2 separate regions of the Sus scrofa genome follow, and region 2 is linked to region 1. A link is a contact called in public Hi-C data. All regions are on one chromosome and are shown on one strand. The core of a region is the stretch at or near the end of the contact, and the rest is flanking DNA. Distances in the headings are between cores, read along the strand shown. Region 1 has its middle 56 kb from the start of QKI. Region 2 overlaps PACRG (parkin coregulated gene protein).

Evidence for each region. A called contact is a pair of places that touch in the nucleus more often than the background predicts.
Region 2: a Hi-C map of fetal heart ventricle shows a contact between it and region 1, with 5 times the contacts expected there. The contact joins two enhancer-like sites. A contact is called at or near these places in 2 of 47 Hi-C or Micro-C datasets (fetal heart ventricle and heart right ventricle) and 2 of 2 datasets of contacts at active chromatin or transcription factors (alveolar macrophages and skeletal muscle).

Annotation. Positions count from the first base shown.
Region 1 is chr1:4,937,365-4,941,244 of Sscrofa11.1, forward strand. No RefSeq gene overlaps it. Among named protein-coding and RNA genes, the nearest start is that of QKI, 56 kb to the left of the region's middle. Within about 2 kb of position 1,862, at least 6 of the 83 cell types and tissues checked have an H3K27ac peak or open chromatin away from gene starts, as enhancers often do.
Region 2 is chr1:5,062,955-5,066,556 of Sscrofa11.1, forward strand. All of the region lies in intron 4 of PACRG (parkin coregulated gene protein), which reads right to left. Among named protein-coding and RNA genes, the nearest start is that of QKI, 180 kb to the left of the region's middle. Within about 2 kb of position 1,952, at least 2 of the 83 cell types and tissues checked have an H3K27ac peak or open chromatin away from gene starts, as enhancers often do.

The DNA.
Region 1 (3,880 bases), core at 612-3,111:
CCTCTGTTGTGTACCCCCCACCCTGGTCTGGTACCTTACTTTAGGTAGTCATGAAGGCAGACGGAGCTATGGGCCGAGCTTGTACTTTCCCATGATTCAAACCTTTCCTTTTCTTTCCTTTTTTCCCTTTTCTTTTTATGGCTGCACCTGCGGCATATGGAGGTTCCCAGACTATGGGCTGAATCGGAGCTGCAGCTCTACAGACATAGCAACGCCAGATCTGAGTCACATCTGTGACCTAAACCAGCAGCTTTCAGCTTTTACCCCACTGAGTGAGGCCAGGGATCAAACCCACATCCTCATGGATACTAGTCAGGTTCTTAACCTGCTAAGCCACAATGGGAACTCCTCCTTTTCTGATAAGCCCCATGGGATGGGTTTCTGGTGTCTGCGATGCAAAGTGCCTGGTGGAGGCAGACCTCAGTGAACTAATTTGTGGCCCAAAGACGGAGACGTGATGCACGTCATCCTGACACTGGGCCTGGTGAAGGGCCGGCAGAAAGGTGCGGTGGGCAGCCAGACTCGCTGTTCCAGGGACTGAAGGATTGTTCCTGGCTGAGGAGTTGGGGAGGCCAGCTGAGGAGCCAGGCCTCGAAGACGCAGGACTTGGCTGCTTGGAGCCGGGGAAAGCGTTCCTCAGCAAACACCAGCGCCAGGGCCCAGAGGCAGGCACACAAGGGGCCTGTGTGCCACCAAACTGCAGGCTGCTTCCCTTGGCCACTGGGGCGGGGAGGCCCTGTGGGGAGCGCTGCATGGTGATGGGTTGGGCTGCAACTGGACTCGGCTTCAACCGCACTAGACAATTCCTGCATTAAAGAGCCAACTGGGGAAAAAGAAAAAGAATTGGAGGTATTCTTCTATGTCAGTGATTTCATTTGTGGTCCCGTTCTTTGCAAAACTTTCATCAGGAAAGTGTCTTATTTCTGCTGCCCTGTTGAGGTTCTTTCTCAAAAGGAACCATCTCGTCTCATCCCTGCCCTTGACCATCATTGGGGGCCGCCTGCGGCCAAGGTCACTCTGCTCCTTGGTGTCCATGTATTGGGCACAGTGTGGTTTCACTGCAGTCATCACCCAGCCAGTGTGGCTTCTGCCTCACAAGTACAGAGACCCTCAAACCACCTCGGGTACTAAGCTCAAGGTACCTCAAATGTCCCTTGTGTACTTTTTCTGGGACTTCAAGTGCCAGTGTGGCCAGCAGCTTAACAGCCACCTCCACGATAACGCAGGGTACAGGGGCCTGGGCAGTGAGCAAGGTCAGGTCCTGAGGAGGACCAGAGAGGACTGGCCCCTGCCGGCCGGGCCTGGGGGGCTGGGTCAGCCTCAGGTCTCACCCCCACCCCTCCTCCGCATCCTCCAGGAGCCGGGGACTCCAGCCCCGGCCTCCCATCCTCCCCCCCACCCCCCCCCGCCAGGTGACGAAGGGACAAGCAACTGTGAATCAGCTCGAGGGCCTCTTGGCCACACTGTCCGAATGCCTGGGTCTCAGCCTCATGTTAAACTTGTCACATCAAAACATCCCTAAAAATAAGAGCTGATGTCATGAAGCTGGCGGATTGCAAGCTCGAGGTGGAAGGCAGAAAGACAGAGCAAAACCTGAGAGCAGTTTTCTGTCCTAAGTGTCTCTTCCTGGGGACATGGAGGAATCAAGTGCCCAGGATGGTGCCTTTCAACTTGAGAGATGCCCTGCCATGCCTGCCTTCCCGTGAAGATGATCCAGCAGGGAATTTTATCCAAATGTGATTTTTCCGATTTGAGGTCCAACACAGGCGTGTCCCTTCTCCCGGCCACACACCTTCCCTCCTCCCGTCCCCAACCTCCTCCCTCTCATCCCACCAGCTGCCAGGCCCGTCCAGAGCTCCCGGCTTTGAACTTTGGACGGTAACCAGAGCTGTTGGGACCCCCCTCCCCGCCCCCACCCTAGCAGGCCGCCTAGGTTGTTATCAGCCAGCTCCCAGTGGGGGTTCTTGCAGTGCTGCCCAGTGAGCACAAAGAGGAAAGGGCCCCAAGTGACAGTGACGAAGGCCTGTGCCCGTGGGGTCAGCCCCCGGGGAGAAGCTTCTGGTGGACAGAAGCCTGGAACACGGGAGCGCCGACATGTGGAATATTTTTATTTTACGAATATTAACACACAGGGTGCTCATAACATGGCCAAGTGGTTACGAGCTCGAAAGCTTTGTGAGAGCTTCTCTCTGTGGACTCGTTAATGTGGCCTTTTAATGGAATACTCCCGAATTGCAATCCCTAACTGGAGCTATAAATAGGCCTGATAAGCACTTGACAGTGAAGCGGTTCCAGCCTAAGTGCCTTCCTCTCCTGGTCCAGGGGTTCTGTTTGCAAGGCCCATCGGAGGGGAGGGGGCAGGGGAGCGGGGGACAGGAGGACGGTGTCAGCAAATGCATTTCTTGGCATTAAAATCACACTCGCGCGGGGCGGGGGTGGGCCTGGTGCCCTCAGGGAGCTCCGCGGAGTGGATGCAGGCACATTCCAATGAACTAGCACCTGGAGTCGCCTCCCAGCACTCCCCAACTTGCAGAAACCCCAGAAACTAACCCAACCATGAAGAGATGCACTGTCCGCTTACCGCCACCCAACCCAGAGGGCGGAACCCCCAGGCGAAGGTGGCCCTTGCCTGGTGACGCCCCTTGCACTACCTGACTCGCCCTTGTGCCTATAGCCTTGCGTCCCGCCACCTTCCTGAAATACGTGGAGGTGGCTGGTATGCTGCTGGCCACGCCGGCACTTGGAGAAAAGTCCCAGAAAAGGTACACAAGGAACCTCTGAGTACCTTGAGCTTAGTACCCAGGGTGGCTCGAGTGTCTCTGTGCTTGTGAAGCAGAAGTGGCACGGGCTGGGTGATGACTGCAGAGTGAAATCCCGACACAGGGACACCAAGGAGCCCGAACTCAGGGTTGCCTGAGGCACGAAGCCGGGGCATTTCAACCCAGCCCTGGACCCTCTCCCAGGTAATGTCTGCTCTGGAGATTCGGCCAGGCCTGCATCGCGGTCGGAGCTCTCCGGGTCCAGTCCTGCTTCCTTCCCTGTCCTTTTCCAAGCCTTCCCCCCCAGTAAATCCTGGGCTCCCTTCCCTGGGAAGCAGAGGCCCTTCGGGGTCAGGAGCACAGACGGCCATGGGCTTGGAAACCCTAACTGCCCCAAGCTTTCCTCCGCCCCAGCGGAGGTCCCATCTGAATTCTTTACGGGACCCCGGGCACGGCCTCGGGGTGGGCACTGTGCCGACTGAAAGTGGGGTGTGGAGGGGAGGGCAGAAGAGAAAAGCCAGCGCAGGAGGATCTGAAAAATCAGAGGAGGAGCCTGGGCAGGGAAGGCGGACGGTGAGCAGAGGCCCGCGCGCGCGTTCCAGGTATTCTCTCGTTTTCACCCTGCAGGGCTTGGGTCAGGGCCTGAACTCGGACCTGCCGTTTCCCCACCAGCCTCGCTGGTTTGCCGGGAGCGCTGCCCTGGAGGGGGGCCCCAGAGAGGGAGGGTGTGCCCTGGAGGTGGACGGGGCCTGGGGTCCCGTGGTGGCAGGACCCCAGGGCTGCACGGGGAGTTTAGTGACAGGGGACAGATGTGCTTTCAGGAATCTGATGTTTCTCTGATACGTGGTAGGTGATTAAGAAAGAAAGTGAAGAATTTCTGTGTTTGGCAGACCAGTGTATTTCCATTTCCACCTGAGCGCCTGATCTACGGGTGTCACTTAGTCTGTGCTACTTGTGTCACAACGAGTTGTCATGAATAAAAGAGCTTTAAAGATGTGCCCAAACACGTAAAGGATCTGTGATGGATCTTTTTAGAAAGGAAACTTCTGAAGGAGGAACCGAAACCTATCTGTTAAATGAATAGCTGCTTTATCCATTGTTTGAATTTAAATTTAAATTTT
Region 2 (3,602 bases), core at 702-3,201, 130 kb after region 1:
TGTTGTTGTTGTTGTTGTCATGTCAACTTTGGTGCTTTGATTAATATACTGCCTGTCAAGCATCTCCACAGTGAAGTTACTCTTTTTCCTTCTGTAGTTGATAGTATTTTGTGGGGAGATTCTGTGAGATTTTCTGAATACACAGCTCCTTGTCAAATTTTATTCATGTATTTACTATATTAGCATATATTTTATTAATTTCTAATTTTTTCACTGGGTTATACTTCATTTTACTACTGTTATTTATTTTGATGCTCTATTTGTTCCTAGGTTGGCAAGTGGGGGCCGTTTCAGGGCAGTGTCTGGGTCCCTTGCACATGTCCCATTTTTCTTTAAGCTCTTTTTTCTTTCTTCCTTTCTCCCCCTTCTCATTCTTTCTTAGCTCTCTGTATTTCTCACCTTGTACTTTTCCTGCCTTAGTCTTCGAATCAGCCATTACTACAAGGAGTATTGTTTCCTTTCTGGGGAGAAAGGTATTTAAAAACCAAAATCTAGGTACTAGCTGTGCTCACTGCTTTGGGGTGCTGCTGCTCCCAGGCGCTTAGTAGGAAGTGCTAAAAGTACACACATATAGCTATGCCCACGTTCATATCTATACCTGTCTTTACCTGTATGGAAAAATCTGAGTTCACATCATTAACTCTAAATCTAATCCAATGCCATACAGTATGTTCCAAGTGGCTCTCTTTCCGTGTTTGTAGCTCCCTCTGCTCCCATTCCCCTTTTTATGTTTACTTATTTGACTACTGCATGTAACCAGTCTCCACCTCCACTACTGCCCTGCACTGGACTACCACCTTGGCATGGATGCCTTTCTTGTCATTCTGTCCCAACCCCCTTTGCAGGGTCACTGGCATTGCTTCCCTCTGTGTGGGAAGTCCTTTTCACTCTTCTTAGGCTCTGACAACCCCCTCTGGACCATGCCCCCCCACCTCAAGTGCAGGTGGATGCTGACTCTGCTGGGCCATAGCTAGCAGCTTGCACTGAATCTCTGGAAGAGGAAGAACTCTCATCCTGCATCTCCTGTTTGCTTATTTCCCTAGTTCCCAACCAAGCCTAAGAAGACTGCAAAGCCAAGAGGCTCAACTGTGTCAACTGTTCATACATAGTAACTATTTTTGGGGGGAAGGAACTAGGAAGCCAATTTTATTCCAATAGATGGCCATATTAAGCAAAATGTTTTTGTGAGTTATTCTATTATGTGCAACTGATTTAAATACTGAAAATGATGGCGAACTTGTTCTTGTCCAAAGTCTTATTTTTCTAAGTTGCATACACAAGAAGCCTAGATTTAAGTTATGAAAATAATCAATCAGATATGGTAAAGGTCTAAATTCTCATTGAAAAAAAGTTACTTGCATGTATGAGCCTTATGTTTCTGTGCTACTGATGGAGAGGATAAGGAAAAACATTTTGACCATCATGGTAAGTTTTAAAACAATTATCTGGGTTGGCCTCAGATGTCTGTTCATTTAATCTTAAAATGGACTCTTCTACACGGAAAATATGACTGAAATCAAGCACTAATGTTTTCATTAAAACAATGATGGAAGAGGACACAGAATTATGAACTTCCTGCAAGAGGTGAGGTCGTTGCATTATTTGCACATAAACATTAAAGGATCACCACATTGCCTGCAGAAGCATTTTTAACTCTGTCAAAAAAAGGTCAGCTTTAAGTGTTGCTGTCATAATGACACTGTTAGCAGCCAGAGGGATTTTTTTTTTTTTTTTTTTTTTTTTAAGAGAGAGAGGTCTATAATTAGAATCTATCATGGAAGCCTAAGAGAAAAAATTTGGTATCATCAAATAAGACTCCAGTGAAGGAAGAAAGACTTTGCTTAAGTCACTATTACTTGAAGGAAAACGCTCTTGCACTGTAAGCCACTTGAAGGCTGTTTGCAATCTGATTAAATAGGGCCTTGAACTGCCCAGGGTCAGAAGTGGTGACTGGGTTAGGGCTCAGCATCTGGGCTCCTGAAATGAAATGCCTTCTTCTCTCTCTAAACATGGTTCACCGACTTAGACAGCTTGCTGTTTCTTATTTAACATTTTTTATACTTGGCATTATTCTAAGGAGGAAATTCCTTTTTAAAAATTCAGGGTTGCGGCCCTCAGGTCAACAAACTGAGTGCATGAGGAACGGATATTATTTTATCCTCAGCATTAAGTAAAGGGAACAGATACATATTTCATCATTTCATCGGGAGTCTGCTCCTAGTTTGAATCCAGTCACTTAACGGCTACTTAAATGTGCTTTAACGGATTGAACCCCCGCAGCATACTTCTGCAGTATGTGTTGCAGACAGGGAACTAACGCTTAGAGTTTACTGCCTTCAGAAATGGATGCACCTGACTGGGGGTCGGACCTTCCAAGGCCCTGTCTAGGGCCCCCTGCTCTCTGCTTTATTCTTGGTGGAGATTTTTTTTTTAATAATTTTTTTTATTTTCCCACTGTACAGCAAGGGGGTCAGGTTATCCTTACATGTATACATTACAGTTACATTCCCCCCCCCTTTTCTTCTGTTGCAACATGAGTATCTAGACAAAGTTCTCAATGCCATTCAGCAGGATCTCCTTGTAAATCTATTCTAAGTTGTGTCTGATAAGCCCAAGCTCCCGATCCCACCCACTCCCTCCCCCTCCCATCAGGCAGCCACAAGTCTCTTCTCCAAGTCCATGATTTTCTTTTCTGAGGAGATGTTCATTTGTGTTGGATATTAGATTCCAGTTATAAGTGATATCATATGGTATTTGTCTTTGTCTTTCTGGCTCATTCACTCAGTATGAGATTCTCTAGTTCCATCCATGTTGCTGCAAATGGCATTATGTCATTCTTTTTTATGGCTGAGTAGTATTCCATTGTGTATATATACCACATCTTCCGAATCCAATCCTCTGTCGATGGACATTTGGGTTGTTTCCATGTCCTGGCTATTGTGAATAGTGCTGCAATGAACATGCGGGTGCACGTGTCTCTTTTAGGTAGAGTTTTGTCCGGATAGATGCCCAAGAGTGGGATTGTGGGGTCATATGGAAGTTCTATGTATAGATTTCTAAGGTATTGGTGGAGATATTTTTAATGAGGACTCTCCAATGGATTTTTTTCATCCTCATGTTTAATAGATATTGTAGACCATTGAGTACTTGGCATTATATTACATTCTAGAATGATATTGTACATCATGCGATGGACAGGATTTTGGTATAAAAATATACAGACTTCTTCACTAGTTCTTCTATAAGTTCTTGAGATGAAATAAATATGGGTCCCAAATAAAGTCCATTAAGAGCAGCAAATTAATACAGTATGCTGGCTTTTCTTTATATTCTTACTATAATTGTTTACACACATGACTACTGCTATCTTTAATAGTATTTTTTTTTTCTTTTTAGGGCTCCACCTGCAGTATATGGAAGTTCCCAGACAAGGGCTCGAATTGGAGCTGCAGCTGCCAGCCTATGCCACAGCCACAGCAACACAGGATTCAAGGTGTGTCTGCGATCTACACCACAGCTTACGGCAACACCAGATCCTTAACCCACTGAGCCACAATGGGAATGCTTTTAATAGCATTTTTTTTTTTAAATATGAAGGAATG